Regions from separate parts of the Mus musculus genome. Here region 1 is linked to region 2. Evidence: chromatin contacts called from public promoter capture Hi-C data. All regions are on one chromosome and are shown on one strand. The core of a region is the stretch at or near the end of the contact, and the rest is flanking DNA. Distances in the headings are between cores, read along the strand shown.

Region 1 (2,700 bases), core at 165-2,664, 41 kb after region 2:
GTGGCCACCTCTGCTCAGCTGAGAAGTCGCTGGACCCGAAGCAGAAGCCTGAGCAGGCTTTATATAGGTGCTTCTTAAGGGCGAGTGACTTTCCAGGGTGGCCTAGGAGTGGTGGTAAGATTTTGTGACCTGATCTTGGGGCAAGCTCAGAGATTGGTGGCCTAATCATAGACAGCCTGTAGGGTGGAGCTTGCTGCCTGCATCTTGATGGAAATGGCCGTAAGAGTAGTCTGGGCCGTAAGAGTAGCCATCATGATTGGAATGGCTTACAATAATGTCTCTCTGGCTTGGCAAATGCCTTAGGTAGAAGTCACCTGTCTTCCCTGGGTCACTGGGGACAGAAGGTGAAAATGTCACAGCCCCAGGCCTTCCTTCCCACCAGCCTCCTACTCTGAATCTTATCCACACCTCTGTCATCTGTCACAAGGCCTGGGCTGTGGAATGAAGTTGGGTTCTCCATCAGTGCCCATCAGTGAACACTGACTAACTAAGACATGACTGCTTTACTCACATTGGGAGGCGACAAATGAAGGCATGTTTCTAGTTCCTGTCTGGGAGATCCTGGCACTCTTTCCAGTGTGTGGATCTAGTGTGGCTTCCTGCAGGCCTGCTGAGTGAGAAAAAGGGAAGTCTGGGGGAGACCAGACTTCACCCTGTCTCACACACTCCTCACTCTTAGGAACCTTCTTTGAAAATCATGACATAGTAGGTGTGATGAGCTGAGCCTCCAATCCCAGCACTCAGGAAGCGTGACAGAAGGAGGCCAGCCTAGGCTACAGAGACCCTGCCTCAGGAGAAAAAGGGTATCGTGAATGGTGATAGAGTGAACAAGGTTGCCAGAGGCCCCTCTCAGAAGGGCTTTCAGTTCTTGGGAGAGTTAGGCATCAGCTCACAAAGAGAAGCTGGCAATCCCGGAACTTCAGACTTCATGGGTAAAGGTCTAGCCCCACAACATTGTCTGCCCCACTCCTCCAGACAGAGCCTGCCTTGGGTTCCATGGGAGAAATCACAAAGACTCCAGAGAATAAGCCATTGTCGCCAGAAGACAAACAGCAGTGTTTTCCTCTGTACATACTTGGACAGAATAGAGATGTTCCTCACATAGTCTTTCTTGTTTCCCTAGCGTGTTGACATAATTTCAGAAAAAGACAGACTAGCATGGTACATCTTTATGTTCTCAAATTAGAGCTGAAGATTACTCTCTTCCCCATGTGGCCTCTGATGTCCCTAAGAGGCATGTCTGTAATGACAAGAACATGTTCTGCAGGTGTGCAGATGTCAGACCATGGGGGGCAATTGAAGGACAGAGCTGCGTACATTTGTTTCTTTTGTAACTGAGTGAAATCGTGTGGTTCTGGCTGCCAGCAGGGCTCATGGGCACAGTGCCCAAGTCCACGGGTTATTCTTGCCTCTGCTTCCTCTTGGCAATCCTTGCAACAGACCGAGTAATGGAAGGCCTGGCACTGGATGGAAGGCCACCAGAGGGTGTCCTGTTATCTTATTTCTTCTACATCATCAGTGGGAAATTAGCTTATGTTCATGTCTATATTTTCAAGCACCCATCAGGGATCTCTCTCTCTCTCTCTCTCTCTCTCTCTCTCTCTCTCTGTGTGTGTGTGTGTGTGTGTTTTTCACATTATGAAACCAGGTATATAGATAGCATACACTTCTTTTTTTTTATAGTATAGAATAGAATACAGTTTATTCAGGGCATGAGGATGGGAGGTAAAGGGGTAGTAGAGGCAGAGAAAGAGAGAGAGAGAGAAAGAGAGAGAGAGGAGGCTGGCCATGAGCATATGGAGGGAGAGGTGGGGGAGGAAGTTGGGGAGAGAGGGGATAAGGGACAAAAAGACAGAGCAGGAGCAAGAAGACAAGAGCGTAGCACACACTTCTAATCCCAACACTTGGGAAGATGAACAGGAAGTTTGTTTATAGCCTGGGCTACGGAATGAGATACTATCTCAGAACAACAACAACAAAAACAAAAAAAAAAAATCATAGAAGCCCAGGGGAGTCAGAGTTGAGCAGTCCCTCAGTGGTGGGATGGGGAGTTGAGAGCTAGTGGGCCTGTGTACTTCAAGACCAGAGCCTGGACACAGCCACATTCAAGTAGGAGTGCTAGATCAGTGTAGTGCTCACCATGGAGTCTGAATGTGTCTACGTGCTGTGCTTTTTGATGATAAGTGATGTTATCTCTTGATATTGTGTATTGCGTTATTACCTGTGCCTATGGTATGTATACATGCCCATGTGTGTGTTCACATGTATATGGATGTGTTTGTGTAGGTGTGTGTATATGGATATGCAGAGGCCAGTTGAGCTGAGGCATCTTCCCTCCATTGCCCTCTTTACTGAGGTCTCTCACTGAGCCTGGAGCTCACAGACTCAGTTCAGTTACTCTAGCCAGCCAGTTTTCCCTGGGGACCCCCTGTCTTTGTTTTCTGAATGCTGGGATTACTGGGAAGCTAAGGCTCCGAAGAGTAGAAAGATGGAGCAGAAGTGTAGAGCTAACTAAGAGATACAGTTATGGTCATGGGCTGCCTCTGACCAAGGGATGCCGTAGCCTCATGAATAGGACGTTTCACATGTAATCCCTACAACACAGAGCAGGGGCTTCTGACCTTCACGGTAGAGGTCAGGGGCAGGTTTCGTGTCCATCCTAAGGGACTAGTTGTGGTGAATCCCTCCAAACCTATTTTC
Region 2 (2,700 bases), core at 20-2,519:
GCTGGGATGAAGGGATCCAAATATGAGCATCTAAAATGTACTGATAAAGATGGTAGTGATGTGTAAGATGACAGGCAGTTACCAGACAGCAAGGAAGGCCAAAGAGCTTTGAAAATGGTGATTGCGTATGTTGGCCACTTTAAAAAAAAAAGTATAAAGTACTTCCAGTCTGACCCTTGACCCCGATCTGTTCTGCCCAGGCCCATGATGTGCAGATTTGAACAAGGCACCTCACACCTCCAAGGCTTACTTTTCTCCTCTCGACAACCAGGCCAAGTATCAGAGCCTTGGGAAGGTTTCTACAGAGAACTACATACATGAAAATTCTGTGTCTGACCTTCAGTCCTCAGTTCTTCCTTTGCAAAATTGGGAGAAGTCCTGTCCAGCCCAGTTGGTGGAAGGGTTATGTAACTACATTCGTGTGATCGCCAATGGCAAGAATCTCACTGATTAGTCTCTGCTGAGCACTTTGTCCCGCAGCAGCCACTGCTGGCTTGTTTTGTTCTGTTTTCCTTTGCTTTGAAACAGGGCCTTCTGCTGGGGAACAGGGAACAGGAGTACAGGGAAGATAATTAGCAGGCCTGCAAATTAGCCCAGCAGGTTAAGAGCTTACCATGTAAGCCTGCCAATCTGAGTTTGACTGCAGAACCCATGTAAAGGTGGAAAGAGAGAACTGATGCCTGAGAGTTCACTGATACACACACAACTACACTATGCAAAAACAAATAAATATTTAATTCTCATCACTTGGGAGCTGGAGACAAGAGGATCGGGAGTTCAAGGCTATCCTAGTCTCTCTAAGTGAATTCCAGGCCAGCCCTGGCTACATAGAAAGACCTTATTTCAAAATAACAGCTGGAGTTGCGGCACTTGGGAGTCAGAAGCCGAAGCCCGCAGATCACTGAGTTCAAGGCAAGTCTGCTTTGCATATCGAGTTCTATGATAGCCAAGGCTACATAATGAGACCCTGTCTTAAAAAAAAAAAAAAAAAAATCAAGCCAAAAGATATCAGTTGGGGCTAGGGGTGCGCCCCAGTTATCCCAGTGTTCCAGAGACTGCGAGTTCTAGGCCAACATGGTCTACAGGGATCGGCGCTGAACACACTCTCAAAACAACAACAACAAAAATCAAGACACCCCAAGAAAATCAAGAGACACAGCCTCAAAAGTTGTTTGGAGTCGCAGCTTCTTGTGCTCCGCCCCTGCTGTCAAAGACCCAATCAGGAGCGAGCCTGTCCGTGACGCCATTTTTCCGCGACGAAGCGGGCGCGGGCCCCGTTTCCTCCTCGGAGCTGTGGCTCTGGGGCTATGGGCAGCCAGGAGGTGCTAGGCCAGGCGGCCCGGTTGGCCTCCTCGGGTCTCCTGCTGCAGGTACTCTGCTGCGCCCGCTCCAGCGCGTGGTGCCGCGGCCAAGCCTCCCGGGGAAGCTGCTCTGGGTCCCCCGCACTGCACAGGGTTCCACGGGGGACCACGGAGGCGGGGAGGGGCGCCGGGTCTAGGAGTTGGGAGACTGCGGTCCCAGTCTTGGCTGGTGACTACAAACAAGCCATTTTCTTTCTGAGCCTTGTGTTTCCGTGTGATGATAGGAGACAGTTTAAACAACTATCAACAAACAGTAGACAGAGGCTACTTTAATCTGATATTTTAAGGGGTTCATTTCTGGAGTGTTTCACTCTTGATCCTCAAAACTGTTCTTCAACTCTGATTCTCTTTGAGTTTAGAGAGCCCATATGGCGTAGCTAAGAACAAGGATCGGGTTCAGGCAATGCTTGTCCAGTGACCTAGGACAAGTCACTTCAGCCCCTGAGCTTTTAGCTCCTTGTTGACAAAAATGAGTGTAATAGTATCTAATTCAGAAAGCAATTTGCAAGGATTGTTTGGGATCTTTTGAATAAGCTCACTTAGCGCAGTACCAGCATCCTAGTGTGCACTTAATAAACTGCATCTGCTGTGTGTCCTTGGACAGACTCTTTTTTGGCTTTGTATTTTTTTTTCTTTCTTTTGCAGATGACACTTGCTAGTTCGTCCACATGGTCCAGAGTCCACCTTCACCTTTATCCTAGAGAGGCACAAAGAGGTTAGGAGAGAGAAGCAGGCTGAATTAGATTCAGGTTAGGTGGCCCCTTTTAAGATAAGAGTTACTTGGGTTAGGTGTAGTAGCTCAAGTCTTTCATCCCAACACTCAAGAGGTTGAGTTCTCTGTGAGTTCCAATCTGAGCTCCAGTCTAGATAGGGTTACATACTTAGACCTTGTCTCAAAAAAAAGTTCAAATCAATTGGCTTTTTTTCTGAGCATCGGTTTATTCTTTTCTTCCTTCCTTCTTTCCTTCTTCGTCTTTGTCTTCTTCTTCTTTTTTTTTTTTTTTTAAAGACAAGATCTCTCTATGCCTCCCTGGCTGTCCTGTAACTCACTGTGTAGACCAGGCTGGCTTTGACCTCAGATATGCCCTGCCTCTGCTTATAGGCATGAGACACCAGTCCTGGCTTTATTTATTTATTTATGAAAAGATACTGCTATGTAGTCCAAGCTGGCCTTGAATTCTTGATGTACTTGCTGCAGTTTACAAAGTGCTGGGGTAACAAGCACATACCTCCATCCCGGCAGCTTCCTCATTTTGAATGAGAACAGCACTGCAGCTTCACAGGGTGATTAGGGAGATTAGGGGAAATAATTTCTGTTATGTCCTGGCACACTACAAGG

What was found. Promoter capture Hi-C pulls out the DNA fragments that hold promoters and counts their contacts.
Region 1: a promoter capture Hi-C map of macrophages shows a contact between it and region 2, with 8 read pairs. The contact joins the enhancer-like site here to the promoter of Rft1 in region 2. A contact is called at or near these places in 15 of 39 promoter capture datasets (the 3T3-L1 cell line, 3T3-L1-derived adipocytes, the SN4741 cell line and 9 more), 7 of 484 Hi-C or Micro-C datasets (B cells, ECoMG myeloid progenitors, bone marrow-derived dendritic cells and 4 more), 3 of 115 datasets of contacts at active chromatin or transcription factors (embryonic stem cells and intestinal crypt epithelium) and 2 of 9 other capture datasets (adipose tissue and pancreatic islet).

The regions. Positions count from the first base shown.
Region 1 is chr14:30,694,392-30,697,091 of GRCm38.p6, forward strand. No RefSeq gene overlaps it. Among named protein-coding and RNA genes, the nearest start is that of Sfmbt1, 20 kb to the right of the region's middle. Within about 2 kb of position 1,415, at least 94 of the 459 cell types and tissues checked have an H3K27ac peak or open chromatin away from gene starts, as enhancers often do. A contact at or near this core is called in 3T3-L1-derived adipocytes, ECoMG myeloid progenitors, adipose tissue and 5 more, where this site is marked.
Region 2 is chr14:30,653,106-30,655,805 of GRCm38.p6, forward strand. Rft1 (RFT1 homolog) reads left to right here and starts at 1,270. Exons shown (of 13, transcript NM_177815.3): 1 at 1,270-1,370. The coding sequence starts at 1,308.